Linked DNA regions of Mus musculus: regions 1 and 2 are each linked to region 3. The links are chromatin contacts, called in public promoter capture Hi-C maps. All regions are on one chromosome and are shown on one strand. The core of a region is the stretch at or near the end of the contact, and the rest is flanking DNA. Distances in the headings are between cores, read along the strand shown. Region 1 holds the start of Bbs4 (Bardet-Biedl syndrome 4 (human)). Region 2 holds the start of Neil1 (nei endonuclease VIII-like 1 (E. coli)). Region 3 holds the start of Pml (promyelocytic leukemia).

What was found. Promoter capture Hi-C pulls out the DNA fragments that hold promoters and counts their contacts. Capture Hi-C pulls out chosen DNA fragments and counts their contacts.
Region 1: a contact with region 3 is called in a promoter capture Hi-C map of the C10 cell line, with 2.2 times the contacts expected there. The contact joins the promoter of Bbs4 here to the promoter of Pml in region 3. A contact is called at or near these places in 3 of 39 promoter capture datasets (the C10 cell line and liver).
Region 2: a promoter capture Hi-C map of liver shows a contact between it and region 3, with 2.2 times the contacts expected there. The contact joins the promoter of Neil1 here to the promoter of Pml in region 3. A contact is called at or near these places in 3 of 39 promoter capture datasets (the C10 cell line, erythroid cells and pre-B cells) and 1 of 9 other capture datasets (liver).

The regions. Positions count from the first base shown.
Region 1 is chr9:59,352,149-59,354,848 of GRCm38.p6, reverse strand. Bbs4 (Bardet-Biedl syndrome 4 (human)) reads left to right here and starts at 1,341. Exons shown (of 16, transcript NM_175325.3): 1 at 1,341-1,439. The coding sequence starts at 1,416.
Region 2 is chr9:57,146,893-57,149,592 of GRCm38.p6, reverse strand. Neil1 (nei endonuclease VIII-like 1 (E. coli)) reads left to right here and starts at 1,288. Exons shown (of 10, transcript NM_028347.3): 1 at 1,288-1,509; 2 at 2,536-2,700. The coding sequence starts at 2,559.
Region 3 is chr9:58,248,403-58,251,102 of GRCm38.p6, reverse strand. It overlaps Pml (promyelocytic leukemia), which reads left to right and starts at 1,317. Exons shown (of 9, transcript NM_178087.4): 1 at 1,317-1,562. The coding sequence starts at 1,413.

The sequences.
Region 1 (2,700 bases), core at 92-2,591, 1.1 Mb before region 3:
GTGTGTGCCTCCACCTACCTGGTTTTCCATTTCTTGTGCCATCTCTTTTTTCTAAGGAAAGTAGTCTCTCTTAGATTATCATTTTTTGGCATCCATTTTATTTTATTTTAAACGTTTTGAGAAAAGGTCTTGTTACATAGTCCTGACTGTCCTTCCTGGAACTTTGTGTAGATCAGGCTGGTCTCAGACTCACAAAGATCCATTTGCCTCTGCCTTCCAAAGAGCAGGCATTGGCAGGCGGATTTCTGAGTTCGAGGCCAGCCTGGTCTACAGTGTGAGTTCCAGGACAGCCAGGGCTACACAGAGAAACCCAGTCTCGAAAACAAACAAACAAACAAACAAACAAACAAGTATGTCCATGTAGAGTAAAATTACAGTTCTAAACAGCCTACCTCTGCTCTTTGCTTGCCTGCTATACAGTTCTCTTCCCTAGAGAGAACCACTTTTAGTATTTAAATATCCTAGAAATATTTTCTTTCTTTTTTTTCTTTTTTGAGACAGGGTTTCTCTGTATAGCCTTGACTGTCCTGGAACTCACTTTGTAGACCAGGCTGGCCTCGAACTCAGAAATCCACCTGCCTCTGCCTCCCGAGTGCTGGGATTAAAGGCATGCACCATCACGCCCAAGTTGAAATATTTTCTAATAAAGAATTATGTACATAATATTCTTAGTTTTGCTTTCTTCTTATTAACATAGACACTGTATGCATTTCTTGCACATTGTCCTTATCTGATAATAGAATACCTTGGCAATTCTCTTACCATGTAAATAGTTGTCTCTTTTCAGATGCCACACAATATGAACTTATCATTTATTTGATTTCTACTGTTGGGTATTTAGGTTGTTTTTTTGGGTGTTGGTTATTCCAAACAATGATACATCGGATACCTCTGTATGTAAAGCCATGTCTTATGTCTATATGTATAGAATAAATTCCTATAATTGAAACAGTTGGGTTAAGGTTATAAGCATTTTTAATTTTGGTAGTTGTGGCTAAGCTGCTCTTATTGGAAGCTTGACCAATTTGTTTCCACTGGCGATGAAAGCATATTTTCCTCACAAAATGTCATTGAAAAACTTTGTTGCCAATGTAAGGCTTAGACCAAATCTCTTGGAAACATAAGTTATAAACTTCGTTGTCTACTATCTAACTGACACGCTCCACTCTAAATTCGTCCAGCCCGGTGCAGAGCTATCTAAGCTCTGGCTGCGAGTCCCCTCACCTATTCCTTCCGAGCTAAGCCATCCATCTGTGGCTGAGACCCTGGAACTCACTGACCTCACAGCCTGACCTTCCACTCACAACTCCTTAGGGGCTCAGGTTCCTCCTTCCTTCCCTGGCTTTGACTTCCTGCTCAGCTGGTCGCCCGGGAAACGGTCGGCTTCCGGTCGCGAAGCGGTGGGCGGAGCCAAGATGGCTGAAGTGAAGCTTGGGATGGTAAGCGGGGAGATTCTCGGAGGCTTAGCGGCGGCCTCAGGGCGGAGCGTCGTGGCGGGGCCGGGCCAGGCGGGGCCAGGCCGGGGCGGCCAGCGGGGCTGGGGTGGCGGGGCCGGGGCGTACGCCAAGTAGTCCCTCCGGGAGGCGGCGCGGTCCAGCTCCCCGCCTGGCTGGGCGTTTGGCGAATGCTGACCTGTGTGCAGCGCTTCGTCTGTTTTGGGATTGGGCAGAGAAGAGAGGTTTTTTGGAAATGGTGTTTTTCCTACTCTTAGGATTTGAGGGTGGGCGTGAGGTGGGGGTTACTGCACCTTCATTAGGCAGTTTTTGATATCCCATAGATTGGTAATTTAATTGGATGAAGCCTGGAACCATTCAGCGCCCCTGCCCTCTCACTGCGACTGGCTTGTTTTCCCAGCTGCGATTAGATTTCGGAAAAGCCCTGTTTCAGAACTCAGCTGGTTTAAATCGTTAGTTAATTCTACAACAGCCTCTGTGAATTCAGGCTGACCCAGAAGTAACTGGCTTTTTGCATCACTCATGACCTTGCTTGTTTGTGACAGTCTTGTATGTACATGGTATTTGCACCTGTAGTTCATGTTGGCTACGGATTAGCCACCTTTAATCCCCTGACTTCTGGGATTTACAGGAGTGCGTCATCACTCCTAGCTCCTTTTTTTTGGATTGACTTATAGTTGTATGTTTATGAGGTACAGTGTGATGATACGTCGGTACAAAGTGTACTGTGTGTGATGGTCAAGTCAGGGTCATTACCATTTCCATCTCAGCATATAAACTGTTGCAAACAGTAGCCCCCACATAAGCATTTGCTTCTGTCTGTTGGTATTTGGCTCCTGTTATTGAATATTATTGAATGTTTCTCTCCATCTTTTCCCTTTCCTAACTTTTGGTGACCTCTTGTTCTACTCTCTATTTCCATGAAATCAACTTTGTTTGTTCCTTTTTGTAAAGATAGGGTTTATTTGTGTATCCCCAACTGACCTAGAACTAGAGAGTAGACTAGGCTGCCTGGGATTAAAGGTGTGTGCTACCCCGTTGAGATCAGCTTTTTTAGTTTCCACATAGGAGTGAGAACATGCTTTGGCTTTCTCTGCCAGGCATATTTTACTTAGCATAATTTTTCCACAGTACTACAGATTACACCTTATTCTTTTTCATGTCTAAATAATACATGCATACTCCTGGAGTCTAGGAATCTCTTCACAAACCACACAAACACTGATCGCAGTCAGACAGGGATAGT
Region 2 (2,700 bases), core at 39-2,538, 1.1 Mb after region 3:
ACAATAAAAAAGAATCCAACAGAGAGTTTGCTGTACAACAGTGTTAGCTACAGACCGCATGCTGCACTTGCTCATCTTAGGCAACTGGAACTTTATTCCTACTATCAACCTCTCCTCCCCTACCCCATCTTCAACAATCTTTCTCCTCACTCTGTGTGTCTGATTAATGTGGACTTCTCACATAAATGGAATCTCAGTGTTTGTCCTTCTGTAACTGACCTACCTACCACCTAGCATAATATCCTCAAAATCACCTATGCTGCTACCTGTGGCAGGCAGTGTATAATATTCCACTCTGCTTATATTCCACACGCTGTGTTTCTTAAGACATTTTTATCATCTCCCTCCCCACCCCATGTGTGTGCGAGCTTGCTAGTTCATGCTTGAACACGTGAGTACAGCCGCCTGATGAGACGGGAAGCCTGTGGAGGCCATTCTCATTCAAACCACGACAGTGGCCCTTTCCTATCATCCCAGTTCTTACTGAGGAGGCTGAAGAGAAGATCAGGGGAAGCTGGGAACCAGTCTGAGGCCCAGGACAATGAGGAATACATAGCAAGACCCTCTCTTTAACCGTCCTCTCCTAAAAAATATAAGAAATGAGTAAATGGGTGACTGGAGGAACAAGAGAAATAAGTGTGTAAAAGGGTGAGTCTCCGCTGTTGGTCAGCACAACGCACCTGCAGAGGCTTTCTTTCTCTTTTATACGTTTTAATAATGCTGCTTCCATCTCCCAGGGACGTTTGAGGCTTAGCCTCACCAATGTTTCTCTCCTCTTGTTCTCCCCTAGCCTACCCATCACCACTCACCCCTGCGGCAGCCACACAGGCCTTCCTCAGCTTCTGTTCCTGAACTTTGAATCGATCCCTTGTGCCTGGCAAAAGGTATCTTGCCGACACTTTTTTTTTTTTTTTTTTTGCCTGAGGTTGTGACAGTCAAACCAAGCTTTTGTGCCTAACTCCTGACTTTACCTAGTGCTGCCCCAGATATAAGCCCCTGTGGTATTGCCGGATGCACTCCCCCCTCTCGGCCCCCTAGCTCCCGCAGGCCGTGATAAAGTTGTTTATATGTTACATCTGACTGCTCATTGACACGGCCATCTTGGGTCCCCAGGGATTGTTTATCTTGCACCTGTGTATGCCTCGCATACAGCTGCTTGTGGCTCTACACAGCGCCGTTTCCGGCTGCTGGCGTCAATCCTGGCCAGGCTAACTGGTGACTTCAACTGCAGACGCAGCTGCGACTCCGGGCACCAGTTCGGAACAAGGCTCTGCTCACAGTTCTTTCGTCACCTCCGGGTTACGCGACTGCTCCAAAGCTTGCCCAACACCCGGGATTCTCATAAATAAGGAACTCCATTCCATACTGCGCCGCCTGCCTGAGAAAACTACATTTCCCAGCAGGTACCAGAGTGTCTCTAGCCTTTCCCAGCGTGCTCTGAAGTTCGGCAGACTGCTGGGATTAACCCCTTACTGGCTGCTGCCTCAGGTTGAGCAGTAACCAGAGCAGGTATTCATTCAACTTTAATGGGGGCGATTCGGGGTCTCAGTAAAGGTGAAGATCTAAAGGATCTGGGAGCCCGGGAAAGACAGAGAAACCAAAATTTTGTTGGGTGTGTGCGCTATCTCACACCTCGCAAAACTAGGACTCTGAAGGTTTTCCGCAAACCGAACCCTTTTTGGTGCCAAGCCCCCAACGCGTCTACTTTAAAACCGCCCGTCTTCCCTACCTACCTTCTCCTCAGATCTTGCTAGTAGCAAAGCGCGAGGTGAGGGATAGAGGAGGGTGGTGAGGACAAAGAACGAGAGCCCTGTCCTTCCTGGCACCCCAGGGATCCATGAGAACAGGGCTGTGCACAGATTGGAGCTTACCCTTCTCCTACTTCTGCCTCCTGTCCTGACAAGAAGGCAGCCGGGAGAAAGCCTCTCTCTTCTGCCTGGGTGACCATGGCAGGCTAGGTCAATCCCATTGGTCCAGCGCACATTTGAGTTTCTACCTCCATGGATGTAGACAGATTCAGGGCCTGATTGAGCTGTAGTGGATGAGTGACCCGAGCTTTGCCTTGGGTGCCGTGAGGTGCTAGAACAGATGCTGAGTAGCTTTGAACTTTGGGAGCTCCTAAGTTAAGATGTGGATTAGGGAGAGAGAAGGCCTCCTTCAAACTTCCTACTGTGTGTGGGATGGGAGGCAGCAGGGGCAAAGGCCAGGAGTTGGGGAGGAACAGGTTTGTAAGTGGGTAGGAGGGATTGGGGGACACAAGGTAATAGGCTCCAGCAAGAATCTGAACTGTATTCTAAAGCGAGGTGTGGAGGCCATGGAAGGAAAGCACCAGTGAGCAAGACAGCCATGTGCCTCCCAGCTTCAGCTTCCTGGTACCCAGTACCTTGGATGGGTGGCCAGGCCACCATTTCTTTGCCTATCCTATATGGCGCTATGCCTCTCTGTGTCTCTGACTTTTCCTCTGTACAAACTTGGTAATAATTCCTACTGAACAAGACATTTCTGGCACGACCTGTTGTCCTCTTCCTACTACAGGGCCCAGCCATTCCTCCTTCAGAATGCCAGAGGGCCCAGAGCTGCACCTGGCCAGCCACTTTGTGAATGAGACATGTAAGGGGCTGGTATTTGGTGGGTGTGTGGAGAAGTCCTCTGTCAGCCGGAACCCGGAGGTGCCCTTTGAGAGCAGTGCCTACCACATCT
Region 3 (2,700 bases), core at 68-2,567:
CACTGTAGCTGTTTTCAGACACACCAGAAGAGGGAATCAGATTCTATTACAGATGCTTGTGAGCCACCATGTGGCTGCTGGGAATTGAACTCAGGACCTCAGGAAGAACAGTCAGTGCTCTTAACCGCTGAGCCATCTCTCCAGCCCTTGATGGGCTAATTTTAAAGGCCAAGGGATACTGGTCAGCTTAGATGTATGGCCTCCACAGTCTCCAGGATGTTGGGTCTCCCTTTAGAACCCATCTCACCACAACTCTAAGTTTACAAAAGCAGGAACCTGTTACCATCCCTTTTAATCAGTTTCACATAGGAACAGAGAATAGGCACATAGGGGCCAGAAAAGTGGGTGGGAACAGACTGAAGTTAGAAGCCAAAGGCACTGGCCAATGAGAGTGTCAGCAGGTGTGTGTTTTCCTCACCCACTAGTTTCTGGATTGCTTTTTCTTGGTCAAAAAGCTAACTTTGTATCTCTTGTTTTCTTCACCACTGCTGGCCAGCTCTCCCCTTGCCTCCCTGTTGTCTACCTCTGTACGATGCACAGTCATCAGACCCATTCAACGCTGTTCTGTCACCACGGTCCTTCCACTGACTCAGAACTAACTCTGTGTCCCACAGTTACTTCTCATAGGCCACCTGCCTCAAGGTCATTCAAGAGACGCAGCTGACACGCTGTAAGAAACCCTTCACCAACTCTCAGATCATATGTAGAATCGGTCCATTTCTCACCGTATGATTCATCTCATCTTCTCTGGTATCACTTCGCAGGAGCCCCATCTTAAATCTGAAAATGGCCCTGACTACTTCCCAAACTGGCTCTCCTGTTTCAGACCTCCACTCCTTTCCAAGTGTTTGTCTCTCTTTAAAATGTCTGAGCAGCTCTGAATTCCTGGTCATTTTCTATCTCATGCTCCATTCTCAGCTGAGGGATGCCTTTCCAGGCAAACCCATCCCAGTACTGAGTCGAAGTCTCCACTAGGGTGCACTTGGGAGGCTCTCTCAAAGAGGAGTTTATTTCTCTACCTGGCTTTTAACTAGAAAGACATATAGCTGTGGAATGAGTCCAATAGCTCACAGACAGGGAAAAGCCTGTCAGCTCTGTTTCTCTCCTGGTGTGCATGCTGCGTACGTGGCCGGATCTTTCCTTGTTCTGCTAATGAGCCATGCCCGCATGCCGGGCTTGTTTACTTGCTTGTTTGGTTAACCTTTCTGACTCTACCAGAGTTACTTCCATAGCTCCCTAGTCTTTCTCTTAACTTTGGAAGGGAGATTATAGAACCAGCCTCTCCGCCCCTAGACCCGCCCAGCCCTGTCTCACTTCCTCTCGGGAGGCGGGCTCTCCTCGGGCAATCTCTCGCTCAGTTTTCTGGCTCAGATCTGAGACCCATTTCCCGCCTTCACAGACCTAATCAAGAAATGGAAACTGAACCAGTTTCCGTGCAGAAGGTACCTGCACCCCCTGGATCTCCCTGTCGACAACAGGACTCTGCCCTGACCCCCACGCCCACCATGCCTCCCCCAGAGGAACCCTCCGAAGACTATGAACACAGCCAAAGCCCTGCAGAGGTACTACTGGGTTAGAAGGTGTAGGGCTATTAGGTTTTTTTATTCGTTTACTTTGGTCGAGGAGTTGAGGATGAAGAAGGTCGTTATAGAGAAGTAAGTTAATGGGTTAGTGTCCTAAAGAGACACCAAGGTCCTGACCCTCCTGGCTGGGCAGAGGTAGAACTGATAGCCTAGAGTAAAATAGGAACAGGGGCCCGGCGGTGTGGGGCACACCTCTAATCCCAACACTTGGGAGGCAGAGGCAGGTGGATTTCTGAGTTCAAGGCCAGCCTGGTCTCTACAGAGTGAGTTCCAGGACAGCCAGGGCTACACAGAGAAACCCTGTCTAAAAAAAAAAAAAAAAAAACCGGGATGAGTTGGATTGTAACTGGGGATAGTTGGATTGTAACTCCTACTCCCTGAAGCCTTGCCTGAAGCGCCTACCTCAGATGAAAGACTATAGTCCTGTGGAAGGCCTGGCCAGGAGTCTTATTTGCTCTGGCCTGGAGCTAAAGGCATGTCCCAGACTTGGCAAAACTATAGTCGCCCTCCCTGACCCCCACACCAACACTTCCCGTTTTTCAGCTGTGGTTGCACATCCCAGGAGCAATAGTGCTTGGGATGGTAGGGCTGGAGGGAGGATGACAAGTTCCAGGCCAGCCTAGGCCACAAAGAGAGTTCAAGACCGCTGAGGGCATCACAGCAAGACCTGTTTCAAAACAAAACAAACAAACAGACAGAACCTGGCTCAGACCAAAGTGCCTGCTAAGACCAACAGGATTCACACAGCTGCTTTCTCTTTTGATTTTCATCAATTTATTTTATGTGTATGAGGTTTAGGGATTTATTTTATTTTATCTTTTGGAACACAGGGTCTCACTCTGTAGCCTTGGCCGGGCTGGAGCTTGCTTTGTAAGCCAGGCTGGTCTCAAATTCATAGAAACCACCTGCCTGCCTTCTGAGCTCTGGGATTAATGTATGCGCCACCAAGCTCATTTTCCTAAGGAAGCCTAGTTCATGGCCTTCCTGGGAGTATTGCCTCAACCTTCCATACTCACCCTGGAAGGAACTACCTCCATCCCATTATTCTTCACTCATTTTTCCCTTCACAAAAAACACAAATAAGGTCACATTGCCCTAACTTTTTATTATTAGCATT